2 separate regions of the Mus musculus genome follow, and region 2 is linked to region 1. Evidence: chromatin contacts called from public HiChIP or PLAC-seq data. All regions are on one chromosome and are shown on one strand. Each heading gives the region's core, a stretch centred on a gene start, on an enhancer-like site or on the middle of the called end of the contact. The rest is flanking DNA. Distances are from core to core; before and after follow the strand shown. Region 1 holds the start of 2200002D01Rik (RIKEN cDNA 2200002D01 gene). Region 2 holds the start of Zfp382 (zinc finger protein 382).

Evidence for each region. HiChIP or PLAC-seq counts read pairs in DNA pulled down with a chosen protein or histone mark.
Region 2: an H3K27ac HiChIP or PLAC-seq map of extraembryonic endoderm stem cells shows a contact between it and region 1, with 4 times the contacts expected there. The contact joins the promoter of Zfp382 here to the promoter of 2200002D01Rik in region 1. A contact is called at or near these places in 1 of 39 promoter capture datasets (embryonic stem cells) and 1 of 115 datasets of contacts at active chromatin or transcription factors (extraembryonic endoderm stem cells).

The regions. Positions count from the first base shown.
Region 1 is chr7:29,245,237-29,250,501 of GRCm38.p6, forward strand. It overlaps 2200002D01Rik (RIKEN cDNA 2200002D01 gene), which reads right to left and starts at 3,231. Exons shown (of 4, transcript NM_028179.1): 1 at 3,121-3,231; 2 at 2,892-3,004; 3 at 2,661-2,729; 4 at 2,285-2,498. The coding sequence starts at 3,142. The coding sequence ends at 2,358. It overlaps Yif1b (Yip1 interacting factor homolog B (S. cerevisiae)), which reads left to right. Exons shown (of 8, transcript NM_001110201.1): 6 at 430-585; 7 at 665-758; 8 at 2,001-2,296. The coding sequence ends at 2,156.
Region 2 is chr7:30,119,004-30,124,268 of GRCm38.p6, forward strand. Zfp382 (zinc finger protein 382) reads left to right here and starts at 2,929. Exons shown (of 5, transcript NM_001081007.2): 1 at 2,929-3,073. The coding sequence starts at 3,031.

The DNA of each region.
Region 1 (5,265 bases), core at 1,981-4,480:
CAGTTAGTTCCCTGACACAGGAATGTGCTCTTTCCCTCTGTGTCCCGCACCTGCTCCTTCACTGTGGTCCTCATCCTGTGTCATTTCCTAACCCCTAGGCTGATCAGGCCCCATCTCTCCCTTACAGTCGCCTGTTTCTTCTTTTTTGTGGCATCGAAAACAAGTGTCATGGAACTAGTGGATTCCTTGCTAAGGCTCCAAGATGAAGCAAGGCCCCTTCCCCACCAGTTCTGACTTCAGGCTTCAGCTCAGCTGCCCTTTCTTTATCGGGAGGAACCTTCCTGGTACCCCTCACAGGGCTCTGAGGTCCCCCATCTAAGCCCTGACTTGAGTGTCACTGTCTAGGGACAGACCCAGATCCTTGGTGGTCTCTGTTCCATTGACACAGGGCTGCCCCGGGTGATGCTCAGGGGACATCTCTTCCGGCAGGTTCTCCCCAGACCTCCTGGGACTGCAGGCGAGCTCAGCTCTGGCCTGGCTGACTCTGGAAGTCGTAGCAATCCTGCTCAGTCTCTACCTGGTCACTGTCAACACCGACCTCACCACCATTGACCTGGTGGCCTTCTTGGGCTACAAATATGTGGGGTGAGTGCTCCTGCCCTGCCTGCCAGTCCCAGACCTTGGCCTCTTCACACTGATTCTCCCCTCCCCCCTTCCCCCTCAGGATGATTGGCGGCGTCCTCACGGGTCTGCTCTTTGGAAAGATCGGCTACTACCTGGTGCTTGCCTGGTGCTGTGTGTCCATCTTTGTATTCATGGTGAGTGGGGATCAGGGCGGGCAAGGCTGAGGCCCCAGGCTTCCCAGGCAGGCTTGGGGAGGTCTTTGGAGCATCCAAGTACCAAATCTGGGGGCTAGGAGAGCCTCCTGGAAGAGGCAGACTCTGTGCGCCCTTCTGAGAGCAAGAGCCAGCCTGGATGCTAGGCTAGGGCCAGGGTTGCCCAGTACACAGGCTCTGCTTGGGCTCTCACTCTTACTTCTGTCTCTGTATGCTGGGCTTTCTGCCAATATGCCCCTGAGTCCCTCCAGCTGTGGTAAAATACTGACTAGGGGCCATGTTTGGACTGCCGTGTACTCGGAGTGAATCACCTCCTCTACTTAAGCCTCAGTTTCTTTTGTAAAATGGGATGCCTGGTGACTGCACCGGAGTCTTGGGAGGATTTAGACCGAGCATGAGGGGGAAGCAGAGGGTAACACGGGCCCTGGTCCACAAGCATAAGCCTTGTCATCATGTTACTTTAAGGGAGCTGGGAGATGGCTCCATCAGTAAGGAAGACCTGACTTCAATCCTTGGACCCCACATTAAAAAAAAAAAGAGCCCAAAGTAGATCTATTCTTATAATCTCAGAGCTAGGAATGTGGGGCTCATTGGTACCAGCCTAGCCTACTTGGTAAAGGGTCCTCTAACTCCCACAAATATAGGTACACACACACACACACACCCCCAAAGAAACATCGGGAACAGTGAGGTGGCTAAGCAGGTGAAGGGCGCTCGCTACCAAGCTCCTGCAGGCTGCGCTGACGTGCATACCAGGGCTCAAGTAGATCCATCACCAGGAACTCGAGGCCACCTTGGTCTACATGTCAAGATCCTGCCTCCCAGAGAGAAAGAGCGCGGGAGGGGGAGAAGGAGGGGGAGGAAGGCATCTGAGCCAAACCAAAAAGGAAATAGCTCTTCTAGTTTGTCTTCTGGAGCTGGCGTGTTTTGGGAGTGTTACTCTGTGGTAGGGCACTGGGCTAGTGTCTGTGAGGATCTGCGTTGCGTGAAGGCAACTGTCTCCCAGTAGGTGGAAGCAGCTAGGCCATGCTCTTCAGGCCGGGATCTACAATTCTTAGCCTCTCTTCTGGCCTTTGCCTCTGCAAAGGTTTGCTCACAGGGCTTGGGGGAGGTAGCTATTCAAAAGACCCTTCTAGGAACACAAACTGGAGGCCACAGAGGGGCAGGGACTCATCCCGAGCTGCCTGGCACTTACGGGACCCCCACTTTACCCTTACCACCCAGATCCGGACACTGCGGCTCAAGATCCTGGCCCAGGCAGCGGCCGAAGGAGTGCCAGTGCGTGGGGCGCGGAACCAGCTGCGCATGTACCTGACTATGGCAGTGGCAGCTGCGCAGCCGGTACTCATGTACTGGCTCACCTTCCACCTTGTACGGTGAGCTGCGGCCTGGCCTCCAGCTCCCACACTCATCTCGCTTGACCAGGGCTCCCGCCCTCCAGGCCCGCGCCCTCCTTCCTAGCCAAGGTGCTCATGTCGCCTACTGCACACCCGCAACAATAAACCTGATGGGCTCGGCGCAGCCTCCACTTCTGACCGGCAGAGGGCGCTGGGGAGCGGAAAGGGCTGCAAGTTTAATAAGTCAATGGGGGGCCTTCTTCTCCTTCTTCTCCTTCTCCTTCTTCTCCTTCTTCTCCTTCTTCTCCATCTTCTCCTTCTTCACCTTGGGTTTCTTGGCCTTGTCTGAGGAGCGTTCATGCTTCTTGCAGCCAGCGGCATACTCCTGGAGAGCCAAGGACGGTGGGTAGGAGAGGAGGTGGCCCGGTTGAAAGCTGTACTGGACCCGCCCCACTCACCTCGGCAAGGAGCCTAACGTGACCCTGACCGCAGCGGGGCCTGGGTCTGAGGTGCGAGAGGACACACTGGGAGAGGGACCGTCTCTTACCTTCCCCTCTGCCTCTGAGTCGCTGGAGCTGCTACTGCTGCTGGAGTCGGAGGAGCTGCCAGAGACACGCTAGATGGGGGTTGGGGAGGGAGTGGTTACAGTGAGGACAGGGACCCACTCGAGCAGCTTCCAACCCAAACTGGAAGGCTGATGTGTGGCCGAGGACCAAGGACGGAAGCCAGTTCTCATCTCGGGCCCTCGGGACTCGGTGCCGGTGATGAAGTGACTTACCCTCGGCTTGTGAGCAGCGCCTGCCTCTGGCCCGCCCGGCGCTTTAAGAGGACAGTGTTTGGGGTCTCCCACATGGCCTGCCCCCTCTGGCTTCTTAGAACCAGGGCCCAGGGCTGCGGAGGAGAGGGGAGTTACATGGTTATGTAGGCGACGTAGCTTCCCTTCAGTATTCCCAGGCTCTGAGTCTGGCCCCTTACACAGCAAATCCACCACTCCCCGGGGAACTTACCTGCGGCCAAGTCAAACTCCATGGCGGTGACCAGTCTGGATGGCCGGAAACTTTAGGCAGAGCCTAGGGCAGGGGGTGGGACTGCACGACCTGCCCATCTCAGGAATTCCGCGAAGCCTCACCCTCCGGACCTTTGTCCCTCAGCTCCCTGGCCCTGACTCACTGCACTGGCGCTCCCGGCTCCACCCAGACTTTCCTAAGTGGGAAGTGGGGTTAGAAGTGGCTGTAGGTGTCTGGGAGAAAGGGGGTGAGACTAGTCATCAGTTGGTCCCTTTGCGGGGGTACTTGCTTCCGGAAAGCCGTTCCGTACACTGAACAAAGTTAAAGTGCATTCTGGGAGCAACGAGGTCTGGTTCTCAGCTCCTCCGAGCTGAGATAAGTAGTGTCTGAAGAATTTGGTGGCCAGACTAGTGCGCCCTGGCGGCAGCTGAAAAGCACCAGCAAAGTTGTACCCTGGGGTGGTGGGGTTGAATTCCTAGGCTGGTGCTTGGCAGAGTGCATGGTGGTGAAATGTGTTGCGTTGTTTGGGTAAAGGCAGGTGTCTTAATTTGGGCTGTTAAACATAACAGATTAGTGCTTAAGCAGCAGTTTACCTCATAGTCGGCAAGGCTCGGGGCTGGAAGCTAGGCATAGGCAGGGAGAGAGCCCCAGTACAGAGATGGTCTGCTTCCTGCTTCTAGTCTTGGCTCTCCATGTCTGAATATAAGACCTCCAATTTGGGATATGGCTTCACCATGTGACTTTCGGGAACATCAACATTAGTTCTAAGCTAGGTACTGTAAGCCCACTGCTCAGGAGACTGGGGCAGGGGGATTGAAGACTCTATCATAGCCTGGGCTACACAGCATAAGAGTGCTGGGCTTGGTGACACACACCTTTAATTCTAACACTCAGGAGGCAGAGGCAAGTTGAGTTCAAGGCCAGCCTGGCCTTACAGAGTGAGTTCTGTGCCACCCAGCAATATACCTGACTCAAGAAAATAAGGAGGCTGGTGAGGTGGCTCATTGTGTAGAATTGCCAGGTTAATGAGGTGAATCTAATCACCCGGAACCACCTAAGAGAACTCACGCCTGCACACCGTCTTTGGACTTCCACAGGTGCACATCCAGGCACGTGCACACAAAACAAAACACCCACCTGTATATTCCAAAAGTGAGCGCCCACCTCTCAGCAGGAACAGGTGGCTACTTCAAGGATCAAGGTGGCCATGTGCCACCTTGGATGCCTGCTTAATGTCCATTTGCAGAAATGCCTGCACTGGTCATGCAGGCTCCACGCGTGTCATTCCAGCACATACTTGGTGCTTCCCATTACCTGAAAAACTTTATTTTTAAATGTGTGTGTGTGTGTTTGTGGAGGCCTGCTGCTGTCTGTGGAAGCCATCCTTGGGTTTGAGCCACTAGAACAACAAATACCCCTAACCACCTTCTAGCACCTTACCTCTTTACAGTTTAAATTCTTCCCTATAATGATGTTTGCCTATGTATGCACACCTATTCATGCCTGCTGCCTGAAGCCAGAAGGCAGTACAGGGGTCCCTGGAGCTAGGGTTACCCTTGTGAGCCACCATGTAGGTCCTGGAAATCAAACCCAGGTCCTCTGAAAGAGCAGCCAGTGCTCTTCATCGCTGAGCCACCTCTCTAGTACCCACCCACCCTCTTTTTTTGAGACAGGGTCTCAGGTAGACCTATCTGGCCCATTAGTCAATATACAGCCAGAGCTTGTCTTAAATAGCAGTGGACTCTATCTAAAACTCAACACCCACTCCACCAACCAAAGTAGTAAAGGCAAGGAAAAAAAAAAAAACAAAACAGCAGGGCAGAGGAACCGCTAATGTGTTATGTTGGGGAGGGCTTGGATTTGTTGTTTGAGACAAGGTTTCTCTGTGTAGCCCTGCCTGTCCTAGAAGTATAAGACTAGGCTGGCCTCAAACTCAGAGAGCCAGGCGCTGGGATTGAAGGGGTGCACAAGCACTGCCTAATTTTTTTTTTTTTTTTTTTTTTTTGGATAGGGTTGGATTTTTTGGTTTTGCTTTCCTGAGACAGGGTTTCTCTGTGTAGCCCTGGCTGTCCTGAAACTCAGTCTGTAGACCAGGCTGGCCTTGAACTAAGAAATCTGCCTGTCTCTGCCTACCAAGTGCTGGGA
Region 2 (5,265 bases), core at 1,679-4,178, 870 kb after region 1:
AAAGTGAGTTCCAGGAAAGCCAGGGCTACACAGAGAAACCCTGGGTTGAAAAACCAAAAAAAAAAAAAAAAAAAAAAAAAAGATTATTAAAATATAGTTACCTTATGTGCATGTATGCTTTGCCTGCATATAGGTCTGTGTACCATATTTGTACAGAGGACTTAGAGGACAGAAAAGGGCTCCAGATGAGCTGCCATGTGGGCGCTGGGAATTTAACCTATGTTTTCTGGAAGAACAGCTAGTATCCTCATCACTAAGCCATCTCTCCCAGTGCTATCCACAAATGATACCTCCTAAGAAATGTGGTTTTCGGGCTGGTGAGATGGCTCAGTGGGTAAGAGCACTGACTGCTCCTCCAAAGGTCCTGGGTTCAAATTCCAGCAACCACATGGTGGATCTGACACCCTCTTCTGGTGCATCTGAAGTTAGCTACAGTGTACTTATGTATAATAATAAATAAATTTAAAAAAAAAAGAAACTTGGTTTTAGATTAGTATTATTTTGAGGAAGTCATTCAATCTGTGTAACAAAATTTGAAAATCTATTTTTGAGTACTGTTTCACATGTCTTCCTGAGCTCCTTAGTGATCTTGGATAAATTGATATATAATTTCCAAAGTTGTAGATACCAAAATGACTCATTTGAATATCATTGGCAGTTCCTTTTTCTCCCTACATACACTAAAGTATAATAAAACTAGCTGCTTGGTTGAATTCCTGTTACAACAAAGAGAAGTACCATTTAAATAATTTACGGGAACTCCGGGCACATACACCCCCCCTCCCCCCGAAAATGGCAAATGTATTCCAAATCATTAATAATGAATATTCCTGACAGGCACAGTTGCACTTTCCTTCAATCCCAGAACTCCAGAGGCAGAGTTAGGCAGCTCTCCAGTCAGCCAGGACTACCCAGGAAGACTCTATCTACAAAAAATGTTTTTTAAAAAAATGTACCAGATTTGGTGATATATACCTTTACTCCTTCTGCTTGGGAGGCAGAGGCAAGCATGTCTCTGTGAGCTCGAGGCCAGTCTGGTCTACAAGTGAGTACCAGGCCAGCTAGAGCTACAATAGTGAGACTGATCCATCTCAAAACAAAAGAGAAAAGGAGAGGAGAGGAGAGGAGAGGAGAGGAGAGAGAGGGAGGGAGGGAGGGAGGGAGGGAGGGGGAGAGAGAGAGAGAGAGAGAGAGAGAGAGAGAGAGACTTAGACTGCAGGCTGGAAAGCAATCTTGGGTGCCACATTTCTGGAGCTGTTCATCCTGGGGTTTTGAGACAGGGTCTGTCACCGCATCTTGGAGACTCAGCTAGGCTGGCTGGTTAGTGAAACACAGGGATATTCTTGTCTGCCCTTCCAGCACTGGGGTTATAGGCACCATGTCATATACAACTTTCTCTGTGGGTCTAGGATTGAACTCTGGTCCTCATGTTTGGGCATAGCAGTTTGGTGCCAAACAATATTTATAGGGTTAAAAGTTTAAATATTTAGGACAACTTGTGTTATTAAATATTTTTCTCAGTGAAACTACTAAATCGGGGGTGGGGGTGGGGGGACGGGTGACCATAGTAAAACCTGTATATATTTAAAGCACTTTTTGTTTTTGTTTTGTTTTGTTTGTTTTTGGTTTTTTGAGACAGGGTTTCTCTGTGTAGCCTTGGCTGTCCTGGAACTCACTCTGTAGACCAGGCTGGCCTCGAACTCAGAAATCCACCTGCCTCTGCCTCCCAAGTGTTGGGATTAAAGGCATGTGCCACCACTGGCCAGCCTTAGCAATTTTTTTTTTCCTAAAGTATTGGGAAAGAAATCTATTTTGAACAACGTGAGGAAATGGGTTGAAAAATTGACAGAGTCCTGCACTAAGAACAGAGCGAATCAGCTACAAAGTCTAGTACATTTTAAAAATCGCATTTCATCAATACAATAACCTTTTTGATAGTAGGGTTTTCCTTCACAAGAAAATCATACAATTGAGATTAAGTAGCACTTTCAGATGGAACAGTATTTGGTCCAAAATAGAATCAATCGGTGTGGCTTCGTCTATGGAATAACTGATTAATGCATCATATTGGATATAAATCCTTGGAAAATTATTAATGACACATAACTTCTAAAACAATCTTTGGAATCCTATCCTTAGAACTTCAATATCCTATCTTCGCTTGCACTTCAATCTGGGGGGGGGGGGGACGACGACGACGACTCCCATTGTGAGATCTCCATACAAGGCTGTGTGGTTTTTAAACCTGAATCGTCGTTCTAGGTTTCAAATACCAACTTTCTCCTTAATAGCCAAGTCACTCCACGCTGTGTAGTCTGGCAATGTCACCGGTGAGGCGACAGAGGCAGTGACAGAAACCTCAGCACACATTCCAAGAAATCATGGAACTTTTCATTGCCATCCCTTTACCCTCACCTCCCTGTCGGAGGAAGAGAAACCTTATGCGTTCTCTGAATTACCCTTGGGAAAGACATTGCGTACAGACTGAACAAGAATGCAACAGAGGCCACCCCTCGCGCTTTTCGACAGTTACAAGACATAATTCTCAGCCTAGGGTGGTCAAAATGAAATTCTACCAAACTCAGAAGTCAAAGGGGGTGGGGGCTGCGTCGGTCCCAATAGGATCAAAGCACAGTGCTGTCACAAGATCAATTGGTCACAGTATGGGATCGCAAACCGCTCGGTCCGCGTTCAATCACCCAAACCTAATCAGAATCAGTCTCAGAGCTCCCCTGTGGGCACACCCCACACTGACGCAGCCATGCACTCCCGCGCGCGGCCACAGACCGTAGCAGGCAGCTGACTCCCACCCGCCCCAGCCAAGGGGACGCTGGTGCAAGCGCGGGGCGAGGGAGAGGCGCGCGCGGCAACTAACGGGCCGCCCCGGAGGCTCCTGGGAGAGCGAGCCCCCGGCGTGAGTGCGCAGGCGTAGACGGCTGAGCGGAGGCGGGGCGGTTCGAGACGTTGGGAGAGGCTGAGGACCGCAGTGGATGCTCCGGATCTGGAGGGCGACCGAGAGATCGAATCCAGATGGGAAGACCGGGGAGGAAACCGAGAGGCCGAGCCAGGCCTGGTAATTTTGGGGAGGAAGAAGGTTAAGGAAGCGGGACCGGGACACTCAACGGCTGCACAGGGCCTCGGGTGTGGCCCGTGGGCGTGACACCGAGGATGACTGCCGGTGACCCGAAGGGGTAGTTTTCGTGTTAAACTCGAGGACACTCTGTCGCTGGGAACAGGTCCCTGGGCATCACGAGCGTTGCGTGTGAGGATGTGGGGAGCATGTTGTGGTTTGGCTCCCTCAGCTCATCCTGATTATTTGGGGGCGGGAGGGAGAGCCATAAAGTGATCGCGATCTTCTTGGATGTGAAAGCTGGATGGCGGGATTTTGCTTAGGGTTATAGCGGCCTGCGTCTATTTTTAGATTGGGTATGACTCCTGTAGGAGATTGGAGAATTGAAAGTGATTTGTGAACGTGATTGTGAGTGATTTTGCCTGGAATTCTATCATGTTCTGTCCTCGTGAATGACATGTGAAGCAGTAGGTTGATTTTTCTGAAGGATGTTTGAAAGGTTATCACTAAGCACACGTGTGTGTTCTTCTGTAATTTCTCATAATTTTGTGTGTGTATTTTTTTGGGGGGGGATTTTTTTCCCCCGAGACAGGCTGTCCTGGAAATCGCTTTGCAGACCAGGCTGGTCTCAAACTCAGAGATTCACCTGTCTCTGCCCTCTGCCCTCTGCCCCCTGCCCCCTGCCCTCTGCCCTCTCCCCCCGCCCCCCCCCGCCCCCTCGCCCCCCCGCCCCCCGCCCCCCCGCTGTGATTTAAAGGCATGTGCCTCCACCACCTGGCTTGTAGTACCGTTAATATTTAAATGGTTGAGGTATGCTGTGCGATCACGTATGTGTAATTTTTTTTTTAGACAGGTTCATTATCTATACCAAGTTGCCTCTGAACTCTCTCGTAGCACAGGGTGGCCTAAAACTTGGCAGTGATTCCCCCTACTTTAACCTCCCAACTGCTGGGATTCCGTGTGGTGTGTGCACCACCAAGCCTGGAAGTTATGTACTATTTGATTATCAGATTAGTACCAGCAAGCCTGCTTGAGAAAAATTTGAAGTAGTAACTTAGCAAATATAAAGATACTAATGTTGGAATGGAATAGGTAAGATTTTCATAATTCCCCGTGGTGAGGCCAATAACCTGGGATCAGGATGGTAAATAGGAAGTTTTGAGATGAAAGGTGTTGCATGGGAGCCTGCAGGAAGAGTAGCACTTTCCACACATAAATACCACGTTCTGCACATCTGTGGAAGTGGATTTTTCTGTTCCTAAAATTATTTTTAAAAGTACGCTTTTACTTCTAAGACCAGTCTCATTCCTGGTAATTAAAATAACCATGACACCAGAATATTCACTGTTGCAGTCAGCACTGGAGACTGTACTTAACCAAATGGGATCCCGAGTGATTCATTTGTTTTCTGTGTCCATATCTATAGTACTAAAATGTGTTACGCAGCAGCTCCTGAAATAACTATTAATAATATATAATACGTTATATATGCTATGTATACATAGCATGTATATGTAACTATAACATATATTACATATGATATAAGCATATCATATGTAAGTAATACTTATGTAGTATGCATATATAATTATGTTTCCTTTTTAAAGATTTATTTATTTTCATGTGCATGTGTTTTGCCTGTATAAATGTACTGTACCATGTGTGTGCCCGGCAGCCACGGAGGTCAGAAGAGGGTGTCCCCCTTAGTGCTGGAGTCACCAATGTCTATGAGCTACGGTCTGGTTGCTGGGAACTGAACCTGGGTCCTCTGCAAAAGCAGCAAGTGCTCTGACCCACTGAGCATCTCTCAGCCCCTATGTTTCTTAAGTAGTGTGATATAAGCAAGTCAGTAAGGGGAGGAGATGGAAAGTAGAAAATCCAGATATTTTCAAGCTGGGGGGAAATGCCACATGTGAGTGGGTCTTTTGAAGCATATGGAGAAATATGTGATAAAGATGGCACTTGCTATTAGTTGAGGAGATATTGATTAATAATGTGAGACATTGCCGCAGACCTTCCGGGTCCCTGTGTCTGCGTGGAACGGGGTCTCTTGACGCGGGTGGGCAAAGCGTGGATGAATGACAGACAGACACACACGCAGGAGAGTTTGTGTGGAATCTGAATGTAATTTTTCAAATCGAACATCAGACTTTTTATGCAGAAGACAACAAGGTAGTTGGGTGACATACCCACAA